Linked DNA regions of Mus musculus: regions 1, 2, 3 and 5 are each linked to region 4. The links are chromatin contacts, called in public Hi-C and promoter capture Hi-C maps. All regions are on one chromosome and are shown on one strand. The core of a region is the stretch at or near the end of the contact, and the rest is flanking DNA. Distances in the headings are between cores, read along the strand shown. Region 1 has its middle 540 kb from the start of Gm24831. Region 2 overlaps Dach2 (dachshund family transcription factor 2). Region 3 holds the start of Zfp711 (zinc finger protein 711). Region 4 holds the start of Chm (choroidermia (RAB escort protein 1)). Region 5 holds the start of Apool (apolipoprotein O-like).

Evidence for each region. Promoter capture Hi-C pulls out the DNA fragments that hold promoters and counts their contacts. A called contact is a pair of places that touch in the nucleus more often than the background predicts.
Region 1: a Hi-C map of pre-B cells shows a contact between it and region 4, with 2.8 times the contacts expected there. The contact joins the enhancer-like site here to the promoter of Chm in region 4. A contact is called at or near these places in 2 of 39 promoter capture datasets (the C10 cell line and pre-B cells), 1 of 484 Hi-C or Micro-C datasets (pre-B cells), 1 of 115 datasets of contacts at active chromatin or transcription factors (CD8 T cells) and 1 of 9 other capture datasets (macrophages).
Region 2: a contact with region 4 is called in a promoter capture Hi-C map of second pharyngeal arch cranial neural crest. The contact joins the enhancer-like site here to the promoter of Chm in region 4. A contact is called at or near these places in 5 of 39 promoter capture datasets (the C10 cell line, cranial neural crest, hippocampal neurons and 2 more) and 3 of 115 datasets of contacts at active chromatin or transcription factors (large pre-B cells, pro-B cells and stem cell-derived neural progenitor cells).
Region 3: a contact with region 4 is called in a promoter capture Hi-C map of hippocampal neurons, with 3 times the contacts expected there. The contact joins the promoter of Zfp711 here to the promoter of Chm in region 4. A contact is called at or near these places in 3 of 39 promoter capture datasets (the HPC-7 cell line, cranial neural crest and hippocampal neurons).
Region 5: a Hi-C map of rod photoreceptor shows a contact between it and region 4, with 5 times the contacts expected there. The contact joins the promoter of Apool here to the promoter of Chm in region 4. A contact is called at or near these places in 2 of 484 Hi-C or Micro-C datasets (CD4 T cells and rod photoreceptor) and 1 of 115 datasets of contacts at active chromatin or transcription factors (bone marrow-derived dendritic cells).

Annotation. Positions count from the first base shown.
Region 1 is chrX:113,866,566-113,869,265 of GRCm38.p6, forward strand. No RefSeq gene overlaps it. Among named protein-coding and RNA genes, the nearest start is that of Gm24831, 540 kb to the left of the region's middle. Within about 2 kb of position 1,451, at least 93 of the 459 cell types and tissues checked have an H3K27ac peak or open chromatin away from gene starts, as enhancers often do. A contact at or near this core is called in CD8 T cells and pre-B cells, where this site is marked.
Region 2 is chrX:113,789,910-113,792,609 of GRCm38.p6, forward strand. All of the region lies in intron 8 of Dach2 (dachshund family transcription factor 2), which reads left to right. Among named protein-coding and RNA genes, the nearest start is that of Gm24831, 460 kb to the left of the region's middle. Within about 2 kb of position 1,447, at least 1 of the 459 cell types and tissues checked has an H3K27ac peak or open chromatin away from gene starts, as enhancers often do. A contact at or near this core is called in second pharyngeal arch cranial neural crest, where this site is marked.
Region 3 is chrX:112,599,282-112,601,981 of GRCm38.p6, forward strand. Zfp711 (zinc finger protein 711) reads left to right here and starts at 1,449. Exons shown (of 9, transcript NM_001381899.1): 1 at 1,449-1,624.
Region 4 is chrX:113,184,115-113,186,814 of GRCm38.p6, forward strand. It overlaps Chm (choroidermia (RAB escort protein 1)), which reads right to left and starts at 1,401. Exons shown (of 15, transcript NM_018818.2): 1 at 1,327-1,401. The coding sequence starts at 1,375.
Region 5 is chrX:112,309,924-112,312,623 of GRCm38.p6, forward strand. Apool (apolipoprotein O-like) reads left to right here and starts at 1,429. Exons shown (of 9, transcript NM_026565.3): 1 at 1,429-1,513. The coding sequence starts at 1,499.

The sequences.
Region 1 (2,700 bases), core at 201-2,700, 680 kb after region 4:
AAATTCAGTAAAGTCAATGGCTCACCAGAGCAGTTTGGGTGGAGTTATTACTTTCTTCTCTCATTGTTTCTTTAGCTGGACAGAGGAGACATTTGTTCATATTTGTGCAGAAAAAGACACACAACACAAATGACTTGTTTTGTTTGCTCTCTTCCTTTTTAACTTATTGTGTGTATTTTGATTTATGTTAACAGTTTTTAAAAGGCATACTTCATTATTGAGAAATTTTGCCGGGCTGTGGAAATGGTTGAGTTGGCAATGCATGATAATCTGAGCTTGAGTCCCTAGCATCCATATGAAAAGATTGTCACTCAGCTCTGGGGATGTGGAGTACAGAGACAAACAGATTCTAAGAGCTCACGGCCTATCACATTTAATTGAATTGGTGAGATCTGTTGAGAGACCCTGACTCAAAAATTAACATAATGAGCAACTGATAAAGATATCAGTGTCAAACATTTGCCTAAACACACACACACACACACACACACACACACATACACACAAACTACACATTCTAGTTACAAGCTTTATTTTTATTATACACACAAAGAGTCTGGTATGTGTCTAAAATAAAATACAATGATCTTTACAACACTAACCAGTTTCATAATATGTAGTTTTCTATCTAGTGCTATGTGTGAGTATGTGTTTGTGCATGTGCTCACTTATGTGTGAAAAAAGTTGGAAGAAAAACTTTATAATTGCTAAGGTTGTTCAAGGACCATCATTATCTCCGCTGACAATTATCACACTGATCTAGGTTTAAAAACTGAATTCTGAAACCTTTTAAGTTGTTGGACTTACCTCTGATCTCCACATATAATTGTCACATGGTTGCTTCTCAGACACTAAAGATATGCATATGAAACAGGAGACTAATCCTTTATTGTAATGATTAAAGAGGACCATGAAATTATTAAAAAAAAAAGTGAGTAAAGAAAAATTTGGATTTAAAGGAATTTATAGTTGTTGATGTCTCTTCACTTAAAATTTTTATTCTATGTTATACATTTCTTTTTCAGTATCTGTGATAATTTTATGTGTGACTACAACTACTAATATTATTCATGTTTTTTAATCTCTTGCTTAGTTATTATTATGAAGATACCATTTTTTTTTACATGCAACTAAGCATTTAACTTGGTAGACTTTAGGTGTAGTAGATCATTCTTCATATTGTGTGTGGAACTCATTCATTTATACAGTGGCTTTAAGAGAAATCATTAAGGTCTTCTGTAGAATAAGCTGTGTCTTAATATCTTTTGGAATGAAAACCTCAGAGTAAATCCTTTCTGGAACTGTTAGCTGTACAACATGCTCAGATATAGGTCTTGTGTAGTTCCACATACATACTCACGAATATATTAATTTCCTATTCTCTGTGTTTGGAAAATCGTGACTAATACAAATACAAAGTTTGGTACTGAGAGTGGCTCTAGAGGAAGTGAAACCACAAGCACTTGCACTGTGTAACTTCCTGAGTAGCTGGGGCTGTAAGCAAGTGCTGCTGCAGCTGCAAGGAAGTTGATCTTAAAAATAACTTCTTTGATCTTGGACTGGGGTTTCAGAAATTGATTCTCTATGGTTGCTGTGTAAGTTACACATTAAAGTGGGCCATATTACTACTGAATTAGAAAGCATAAATAAAATGAATAATTACATATTAAGGAGGTAGGAGTCCAGTGATGATAAATGTGGAAGTAACACAGTGTAGTGGACAGTATACTCCAAATGGCCATCAGCAGAGAATAAAAGGAGAGAAGGATAGTGATGACTAGTTGAATGTGACATCCTTAAGACTGAAACAGATGTGACAGTTAATTTCTTACTTGACACTTATGAGTGTCAAAATCAAATGAGTAAAGGTTATGATTTGGGTAGAAATAAAATGCCACAGTTTTTCAAGTTCATAGACTTAGGCCACTTTAGACATTCAGAATCTCTTGGATGAAAACGATGAGGCCACTAGCAGATAGACACTGCTACAATGCCAACAGTTAACCTTTTCCCAGACTGCCTAAAGGATTACACATGGCTTTTCGTGTGTATGATTATAGATTGAGGGAAAGAAGATCATTAGAATTTTCAGTAATGACCCAATGATGGTTCTGGATTGAAATTAATACCAGGGGAACACAGATGTCATTGTGATCTGTCATTCAGAGCAGGAAGTTACATAGATTATGCAAAACATAGAAATTGAGATCTGATATATTACACTGTATGTACAATGGAAAACTAAATCTGTGATGTTACTGACACAGTTCTGATATAACTGAGTAGACATACATATATTGACTTATTTGGAGAATATACATGAGTTACTAAGAGGCCTTTGGATGCCAGGTGGACAAATGTACATAAGTAAGTTAAGGTCAAATTTAAGACATCTGGACGGATCGTAACAGATATTTGTTCAAACATTATTTAAGGTTTATACTTTGAGAGTGCTTTGCGGGTTTTGTTTGTTTTTATTTCTTTTTATTGAAAATAGACCTTTCTCCTGACACTGTTTCCTCTCCCTTTATACCCCTCCCAATTTCCTCTCACCTCACCTCCCATCCAGATGCAGTCCTGTTTCTCATTAGAAAACAACAGGAGTCTAATGGATAATAATGAAATAAAATGTGGTAAAATAAAATATGACAAAATAAAAACTAACTCATCAGAATTGGATAAAAGAAGCAAACAAACAAA
Region 2 (2,700 bases), core at 197-2,696, 610 kb after region 4:
AAATATTAATTAATCATTATTATATATAACTAATAATATCATAAAACATGACAATTGTAAATTCCTTAAAATATGTCATGGCTCTTTTTCTACACATCTGGTAATGATGCCAATATTCTTCCCATTAAATTGAAATCTCAGAAAGCTAAACTTTTCTCCAGAAACCTATTATTCAATTATTCATAATTATGATAATGATTCTTTTAAACCCAGATAACTGCTGCCACTGGGATTAGTTCATTTCATTTTTTTGTTTCTTAAAATACTGTAATCAATTTAACACTTCAAAAATAAGGTCTTTAAGTGACAACTTAGCAGAATCTGAAAAAGATTCTCATGGTGTTTTAAAGAAAAATTTAAATTTATTTAGTGCTACAAATCCCCTGGAGACAGAAACTTCTAGTTGTTAGTGAATTTTCCATTGTTTTTCATTCTTTATAGAATTTTAAAATTAAATTTGGAAAATGGAGGGAAAAGCTTTTAATAGGATGAAATGCTGACTTTTTTCATTTGTATGTAGTGCATCTTCTTTAGACTTGGGTGACTTCCAAACTGATTTGAAACATTTCATTAGCATAAAATTATTTACATTTTCAAGTATATTCAATAACATGATTTCATTATGTTTTGTTTGTTTGTTTGTTTGGTGAGTGAAGGACTGTTTTTGATACCAGCTTTCACAGCCCAGGCTGACTAGAAGCATGTCACCTTCCTGGTTCAGATGTTCATTATTTATTTCACACCTTTATTATTTAACTTGCAACTTGATTTTGTAATATCAAAAGAACAGTAATAAGAGTAAATCTAAAACTCTAATTTTCAATATTTGCATTATTTATCTAATTTGTACTTTAGTGCAGTCTCTGAGGTGTCAGTTGGTTCATGTTGGAAATCAATAACAAAAATAATTGTACCTACAATTCACAAATAGCACCTTTATGAGCAGGTCATCACATGTCAACACACTTTAGAGCAGAATGGCTTTTTCCTTTCTTCTCAAACACACTTATCTCTATTCTTTGTTCCCATTTTTCATCACTATAGAAAGTGGCTAACTAGACTAGGCACTTGGAAACTAAATAAATTCCGTTTTTAAAGCAAGTAGTACTATGAAGCCTTACTTAAAACTCAAGTTCATAAAGCTGTTAATTTCCTCCCTAAGAGTCTGCGTTTGAGAATGAATATAATTCCTATATAAACAACAGCTTAAATGTCTTCATGGTGTTGTAAGCTCAGAATATTTCCTTCAAAGGAGATACGTTATAGTCCCCTTTTAAAAACGTGAGCTGCATTTATTGTTTCCTTTCATCTGTTGAAATAATTACTTTTCTTTTTGCCTTCAATAGTTTGTTCTGGTCATTAACATTTCTGTAAAATTAACTTTGAAAGGTGCTTTTAATGCTCAGATAGACTGCAGTGCACATTTGGCTGTTAAATTCAGCCTGCTTAAGGCTGAACTAATGTTTAACATTCACAGCTATTTGAAGTAGCTCAGTGCCCAGTTTAATGGTGCTGCCAAGGGCAATGATCATATTACTTGTTATTATATTTGGGGGGATTGTTATTCCAGTAATAAAGGCAATCAATGGAATTTCTGAACACAGTGGCTTGAATCTGTTAAAGGGTGCTTTCCTGCTAACAAGCTACAAAATATATTTTGAGCATAAATGTTAGGTGGGAGGCATTTTATTTCATACAAGTACATTGAGAGAAGCAGCTACATTGAAGTGTGTGTATTTTTATATTGATAAGCACACATATAATTGTGAGCATGTTTGTCTATGATAAATGTAAACTCATGAGACAGTTGCCTTATTCTTTTTATAAGAGTCTTTTATAAAATTCATATTATTTTTATTATTAAAAGTTAATGAAGTAAAATAAAATGAATGAATGATCATAGTGAGTCTACTGTGTTGCAAAGCAATTTTCTAGATACTATTAAAATGTAAATTGGCTCTTCTTTTGGGAAACATATAATTCATTTATGAACAATAAAGTCTCAAGAAAAGAGAATCACAAAGTAGTAAAAAAAGTATATGGTAATGAGAGATATGGGCAAGGAATGTTTTGGTGTATCTGAAATGGATTGGTTAGTCTTCAAATGCCTTAAAGACTTGCATTAATCATTGAAAAATAAGTATCTTTTGGTTCTAAAAGGAAAATCTGAGTTATACTATGTGATATTAATAAATGAAAAACAATGTTACATACTATTTATGTTGCTATAGATCACAACAGAAAAGTAGAAATTAAGTCTACATTAAGTTGCTTTGCTACTTGTGAAATGTTTAGATTTTATCATTTATATAGTATTCCATCCAAAATAGTTTCAAAATTATTTGTAGCAATTATAATGCAGTAAGATCTTACACAGAACAAGTATCACTCTACTTGTTTTGTAAATATTAACTGTTTTATAAAGTTATCTTGAGAAGTCAATCCTATTTGTCAATCATTTTTCTCAACATTGCCTTGGAGTTAACTAGTTGAGAGCACTGGCTGCTCTTCTCACATGCCAGGTCAAAACCATCTGTAATGTCAATTCTGGAATATCCAATGCCCTCTTCTGGTCACCATGGGTATCGACCATACAAGTGGTTCACAAACACATTAAATAAAATAAAAAATAAAACTTCCTAAATAAAACCTTACATATTGAAACTTAGATATCTGAGTTTCTCTGTTTCAATACTACAA
Region 3 (2,700 bases), core at 199-2,698, 580 kb before region 4:
GAAGTTTTTCAAAATTATCTATCAGAGTGCTGCCATTCACAAGGCTCTCTGTCTCTGTCTCTGTCTCTGTCTCTGTCTCCCTGTCTCTGTCTCCCTGTCTCTGTCTCTGTCTCCCTCTCTCTCTCTCTCTCTCTCTCTCACACACACACACACACACACACACACAACTACACTTTCTCTCCAAGTTTCTTCTAAGTACTCAGTTGGAATTGTCACAGGAAAAGACCATTAAGCAGTATTTGGCAAAGTATTAAATACAGAAATAAGCCATTGTATACACTCATAAAAAAAAACCTTTCTTCATCTAGGAAAGAAAACAGAAGTGTAAGAAGTGTAAAGACAGCTAAACGGATGAGCAAATCATTGTTCATAAGTCAAATCTAGACATGGACAAATACCATTTTCTTCTTCCGCTTCTTCCTCTTCTTCCTCCTCCTCCTCTCCTCTTCCTCCTCCTCCCCTTCCTCCAGCCCCCTGGTCAGATACTACTTAAAAGTGTCATATCTTCCTAGATATCTAAAAACTCTCTAGAGGTATATAGTTCTAGGTAACGGAGAAATGATCACAATTATCTAGAACAAAACCATCTTTAAAATTTATTTACTCAACAATTATGAGTTACCCCTCCTTCATCCCTGTTTAAATAGTGCTATAGAGTGATCATATAATAAGGCTTAATTCTCAGAACACAAGACAAGTTAAAATTACAACCTAGCTCATACCTCCTTTTCTGTCACAGTTCATCATTTTTTCTTGCATATCGCCAAATTTTTCACCTTTTTACTTTATGCAGACAGAAGCTAAAAGTGTCATATTCTGGAATTATTTAGTGTTCATTTCATTTAGTTCCCCTGTCTACCTTTTTATTCTGCGTTTTAAAACTTTCTTCGTCAAATTATCTCCATTATAAAAGTAATGAAGGGGTGAATGGAGGGAACCTGCAAATCATATCGGTGGACTGAAAATTCCTCCGTGGTCTCCAGGGTGGGATGTGCACAGAGACCCACACAGAGCGAGTTTTAAATGCCAAGTAATATGTATGAGAGAGAGAGAGAGAGAGAGAGAGAGAGAGAGAGAGAGAGAGAGAAAGAGAGAGAGAGTTTTAAATGACATCTAATATCTATTAGAGGTTCAGCGAGTGGTCATTGCGCTTTGCCCTCTTTCTCCTTATCCCAATTGGGAAACCTGGAAACCAAAATCTTCCCACGGAAACTCCTCAGGGACGTCCCAAGATCGGAGCTTGCGCACTCGGACTCCACCGGCGGCGCAGCCTTGGCTGCGAGTCCGCGGGGTCTCCTAGCACGAACCCAGCGCGGGCTCCACGGTCGGCGTGGCGCGCGCGTGCGCGCGCTCCCCCTTTGGCCCCCTACCCTGCAGCAAGGGTAGCGTGACGTAATGCAACCTCAGCATGTAGGAGCGCTATAAAGCGGGACGAGGCGGCGCGCCTCGCAGACGCAGAGTAGCTCGTGATTGGCTCGGGCTGCGGAACCTCGGAATCCCGAACGAACGCCAGGACCTTCCAGGTCCACGGCTGCCGCCCCCCGCGGCAGTTGAGAGCGCGGCCTCCGACTGCCTGGCGGCGGGGAAGGCGGTGGCGGTTGCAGCCCCGCGGAGGCGGTGACAGGTAAGGGGACTCCTGAGCAGCAACTCGGAAGCCGCGGCTCTGCCAGGCTCAGCGTGTTTCTGGGAGGGGAGAGGCTCCCACCCAGCGTCTCGGGGAGGGCGAAGGGAACAATGGAAGTGGCGTCTAGTCCCCGAGCTTCACCTCTGCCTCCGGAGCCCTGGCTTCCTCCTCCTCCGCCGGCGGAGGCCAGGGAAAGGTTGGCAAGTGAGGGTCCCCCTCCTCAGTCAGCCCTCTGCTCCCTTCGCTCGGAGCCCCCCCGGGGAAGCCAGAGCCGTCGTTGTGGCCGTCGGTGGTTTAGGGTGACAGGAAAATGGCGGAAAACAAAACGGTGGAGAGTGCGGCGTCCCCTTGGCATTTTCTCTCGGCGACCCCCCAGCCCCCACCCCCTCCATGTTCCTCTCGCCCGCGCCCCACGTCGTTGCAGCCGCTCGCGCGCGGCGGGGCGGCGGTTGACGGAGCCTTCGGCGGCACGCCCGAGGGCTAGCAGGCTCTGCCGCTCAAGTGGCCCCGGGGCCGGGCAGAGGACGGGAGCGGGGCTCCGGTGCCGTCAGAGCCGGGCTGTGTGTGTGTTGGGGGGTGCCGTGTGCGGCCACCGTCGCCTCAGCCCCATCACCACCATTTTGCCTGGTGGCCGGCTCCCACGTACGGCGGGGCCGCCGGAGCGAGGGGCGGTGAGCCGGTCGGCCGGGCGCCGTGGGGCGGGGGCAGCGCCGGTGACCGCTGCGCCGCGGGTGAGCGGGGTGGGCGCCGCGGGGGACGCCTCCTAGGCTGGGTCTCGGCGCTCCGCTGAGAACGCTCGCCGGCTCGCCGGCTCTCTTGTTCTTGTTCGCTGGAACATCAGTCTGCTGGGCGACAGCGGAGAGGGCACGTGTGTGCGTTCTGCTGGAAATGATTGAAACTTGGCACGGTCTTGGGAAAGGGAGACTTCTGCGGGAAGAGTGCAGCGTCCAAAGCTGCAATATTGCTACTTGCCAGGGCTCCTTTGTCTATCTCCGCAAATACTACTTTCCCATTCTCTTGCCCAGCAGCCTTAGCATCATTTCTCTTCTATCCCTCGCCCCGTTGACAGCACGGAG
Region 4 (2,700 bases), core at 151-2,650:
GTGTATCTGACTCTCCCATTGCATGATGTCTGGTATTTGTGATAATAGTTCAATTTTTAGTCAAAAAAAAAAAAAAAAACCCGAAATCCATTTCTTGGATTGTACTGGCCTTTGGACATTTACTAGCTGTGTGATTTTAGCAAGTTGAGACTTCCAGGCTGCTTCTCTTCTCTGTACTGAAAAGATTACCAATTTTAGCAAGGTTTTTGTCCGTATTATATTATGTGCTTAGTCCATTGAGTAGGGAATGGAAAGCATTCCAAAATGGGTTGCTATTATTTTTACTCTAAACCTGAAAATGTGGCTGTTCTTACTGTTTGGTAAGAAAGCAAACAGAGTTCATTAACACAATGGACAGGACCCCATTCACCAAAGCTTCTGTGGCCTACCACATTCTAAGACAGTAGACTCCCCGCCCTCCCCAAACTCTCTCTTTTATCCTATGCAAACTACATCCCTTATAGTTAAGAAAGAATTGCTAATTGTTGCCAAGTGTTATTAGGATAACTAGTCAACTAGAAGCTGAAAAGGATTTCTGGCTCCACCCAAAACATGGAGAGCTAATGATGGAAAAGCAAGGAGAAGCTGAGGTCAGACACGGAATGTGAAAAACTGGAGCTTACTCTCAGAACATCTAGTTGTGGTGTATGGATGGGTGACAGGAAACAAGATGCTTCCTGTCTGCATCATAAACTAGGATGCTTTAAACTTCGTAATGCAGGAATAGGGGCTACCTCAAGAAAAAAAATTAAGCTACCCAAGACGACAGAAAAGAATACGTTTCCTTTCCTTTAATAAAAATACACACGGATAACGACTGAGCATCATTCTTATAAAACTGTAAATTAAGCTTCATTTGAGCTGCAAAGTACCCTAGAATCATGTAAGTATATGGGGGCGGGGGTGTCCTAAGAAATGGCGACACGAAACGATAGGGAATATAACCTTGAAATCAACAAGGAGGGAAGGTGGTAATTATTTGTGCCGATGGCGTCTCCATTGATCAAATCCCGACCCTCCATTCTCATGACACTGCAAACCCACCCTCCTCTAAGGAAATTAACAGGAATCACCGCACCAACCAACCTCAGCAATCGGCATCGACCAGATCGACCCCTACTCAAAAGGCGCAAAACACCGCGGGTCCAAGCCCCTCCCTGGAGCTGCCAAGTCCTGCGCTGACTCCACACTACCTCACTTCCTTTCTGTCCTCCCTCCCAGGCTCGACCCCCGCCGTTTCTCGCCAACCCTCACCACTGACAGAGAAAATAAAAAGCGAGAATGATCTCCTATATTTTGTCCAGGAAAAATCAGGGCCACACATACCCGTCCCTATTACGATCACATCAAAGTCCGAAGGGAGATTATCCGCCATCTTGACAGGAAACGTGTCATGTGACTGTAGTTTGTAGATGTGAATTTCTAAGGCACTCCCTAGGTAGAAAGCGGAAGGAAAAACAGTGCATTCTGGGTGTTGTAGTTCTAGAGACGCGGGTGCAGGTAGGCGACAACAGAGTAGTTTTTAAAATGTTATTGCGAATGTTAAAAGTTCTATTTATTTCACAGACTTCAGTGAAACACCTTATTTATCCTAGAGGTTTGATATGGAAAAGAAATGTAAGTATTCGACTCCTCAAGCAAGGATGAATGAGGCAAGTCTGTATACCCCTTTGACAATTACCAAGCAAAAATTGGTCAGAGACGCTCAGTCAGTAATCAATTCAAAAGGGCTCACTTTGAACAAAGGAGTCATTCAGGCCAGGAAAACTGTTACCCTAGAGTGTGTTTGTATTTTTAGAGCCTGAGACCTCTCTTTTCATTTTATACCAGTACTGTCCAATTATTGTATTTGTGCCTTCTCAGTGAAAGAACCAAACCAAAAAAGAAAAGAAAAGAAAAAAAAAAGAAAAAAAGAAAGAAAAAAAAAAGAAAAGAAAAAAATCGTTGCCTAGTTTCCACAGAATGAAATTCCTCATGGAATTCCAAAGAGCCTCCTAGCAATGTAAGTTGCAACATTAACTTTGCTTTAGAGATGGAGGTGAGAGTGGGGGACTGGGAGTGTAAAGAGTATTAAAGAATAGTAGACGGTTAATAAATCTTTTGTTTCAGAATCTGACTTTCTGCCAAATTAAGAAAAACCCAAACAAGTTTCTCCTACGACGTTGCAGAGAAATGATTAAAATAAAATAGACTTAATATAGAAATGGGTATATTTGATAAGGGAGCTTAAGACTGTCTATGCCAAGCAGTTAATATAACTCTTATGAGCATTTTCAAGGTCTGTCAGCTCCCATTCTACCTTATTTAAAAAGTATGTTTGTCTGAAAATAGTAAAGCAAAAAAATAGGCAGAGGGGTACACTGGAGTAAGTAAAGTACTTTTTTTAATCTGAGGAATTATTCCTATAGTTATTTCCAAGAGTTTCAAAATAAATTTGAATGCAAGATGTGGTACTGTGACAATCCTTTAAACCATCTACTATCTGGGATGTCATCTACTTATCGTTCTCCATACACTGTTTTCTTCTCAATCTCTGTGACCTCCACACTCTAGCTTTTCCCTCAGCAAGGAATGATCTCCTCAACTTCTAGGTAATATGCTTAATAACAAGGAAGGGATACATTAAACATTATTAAAGCATTAGCTAATGTATATGTTTCAAAAGAACACATGATTCCACAGAATTATGCACAACTCTAT
Region 5 (2,700 bases), core at 179-2,678, 870 kb before region 4:
GCTGTACTTTAAGTGTAAAAAAATATTAAAAACTTTTAGTCTTTTATTCATGACCATTGTTATTTATTTAATAACTTAATAATATATTTCATTATATATTCATTAAAAATGAACCTGCCTTAAGTATCAAATATGTTTAGTATACCACTAATGCTTAGTATATAGTTTACACTTAAATATTTATTAAATGAATAAGTGAATGCAGTTACCTAATACTGTGAAGTTAATGGGAACATAAATGGACACTCTTTGTCTCCGAATTATTCACAGAGGCCTCAGGGAGCCTGTACCCTTACAGAGAATAATATACCTCCTCACAATCTAGTCTCCTGGGAACATCATAATCATCATTTTATAATGTATTTTAGATCAAGTCACACCAATGCTAAAAGCCTTCCAATTACATTTCTTTTTATTCTTTTTTAATTAGGAATTTCCATATAATATATTCTGATCACAGTTTTCCCTCCCTCATGTCCTCCCAGATTCTGCCACCTCTGACCCCGACTCCATGCCTTCATCTTTGGAATACAAACAGGCAACTAAAAAAAAAAAGGATAAAACAAAACAAAAGCAAACAATCCACACTAGTTATAGTGACACAGAGAGCCCCTGTTGTGGTATGTTTGTTTTTTCATTGTTGGGACCTACCACTCTCTGTTCCTGATATTACTTTTGCATAGACCACTTGCCTATATTCCTCATGACTTTCTTCAAATCACCCTATCAGCGCCTTCTATCTGTATGAACTAGAAAACTCCATTCCTTCTCAACAGATAGCTTCTACTTTTACACTTTTAATACATTTTATTTACTCTCTCTCTCTCTCTCTCTCTCTCTCTCTCTCTCTCTGTGTGTGTGTGTGTGTGTGTGTGTGTGTGTGTGTGTGTGTGAAATTTAGGCCATCCGGCTTGTCAGCCAGTAAGTACTTCTTACAAGCTGAACCGTCTTGTCAAGGTTCTGTTTTCTTGAATAGTGTTGAGGCCTTTCTAAAATTTTTTTGTCATTTTCTCTTGGTGCTGTATGTAGGTTTTGTAGTGTACTGTGAGCAACTTCCTGACAGAATTGGTGTTTAGTGACAGTTCTAGAATGAATGTAATTGAATTGCCTCAAGGATTGCAGTGGTGACCTGCTCTTGTGACAGACTATATGGTTGTTTATTAAGGCAGTTGAGTTTTAAGTTCTTATCTAGACAAATCCCGTAAACACCCAGTCATTCACCCAAGAAAACAATTTCTAATTGGAGTGTGGAGACTATTCTTAGAGGTTAGATGTATGAGGACTGGAATGTCAACCGCAAAGATAGGCCCTTTGCTCTGAAGAAGTGCTAACCAATTGACTTTGGCGCCTACAAAAGCAATGGCAGGAGGGCGGGGAAAGGGCAGGGCCAGCGGGCTCCTAGCGTAAAGGGGCGGGGCTATGGTGACGCAAGGCAAAGTGAACTGCTTTGTCCCTCTGCGCTCTCCGTCTGAAAACTTGAGCCGAGAGGGTCATAGGTATGGCGGCCTTTAGGGTAAGTGAAAAGAAACTTAGTTTTCCACTCCCCGCTCGCTCTGAGCCCAAGCATTACAATAATTATAGAAGGGACCGTCTATCGTAACTCATGGAGGGAGCCCCTCAGCAAGTGGCGACCTGGAGATGAGACTATGAGGATCGGAGTCTTTAATCTTTGCAGTCTCAACAAACCTCCCTCGCCTTCTCCTTAATCCCTGCGGGTAACTGTTTACACCGCGGGGCTTTAGTCCCGCAACCCGCTGAGTGAGTGATGAGGAAGGCCTGGCCACTCGCCTCTCTGGAGAAGGAAAACAAAACAAAAGGAAACAAAACAAAACAAAAGTTTGGCGCTGTCTTGGTGTGCAGGGCGGGGCTCCCAGACCGGGACATAAGACTTCCTTCAAAAATTAGCTGTGGGCAAAACAGACAAAAGTAGAGATTTCTCAGAATCTGTGTTGTGAGTGGGATTATACATAGTGTTATTCCCCGTCGAATAACCAGTTTCTTTGGAGTTTTATGAGAAAAGGTGCTTTTGTGTAGAAATCGGGGGTAAAGGAAACAAGTCAGCCGACTCGGGTTTCAACATCAGTTTACAAATACTTAACGCATGTATTTTTTTTTAAAGGTATGTAATGACTCTGTTAGGCTTGAAGGCTATAAGATTGTTATTAATTCAATCAGAGGACATTGACTTTTAATATTTCCCATTCTTCACTGCATTTCTCTAGTTTGGGACCTCATACTTTCTTTCAAACTACGGACCATTCTCTTAACTGGACTCTACCCACTCCATTGCTCTGATGGAATCCATTTTCTCCTGTGCTGCCATAGTACTTATATCAAAATGAGACTCTGCCCTGCTACTTTAAAGCCTTTATAGGCACTCCATTATCAGCTCTCAGGGGTCAGGTTACCCTTCTAGATAACAACACTTCACCTAGCCTCTGCACTCCAGCTTCCTCTCCTGTCACCCAAGAACCCTCTCCTGTGTACTTAACTTCCTACTTTATCTCTTCATGCCCCATTTACCTGCTCTTTCTGCAATTCCTAAAGTGCCCTTGCCCATTCTTATTTAATTTCTAGCATGCACGTCTGACCAACCTTTTGATAATGCAACCCCACCTGACCTCTACAAAGTTTATCCTGGAGAATCACAATCAAGTTACCAAAAAAAAAAAAAAAAAAAAAGCCCCAAATAATATTTTT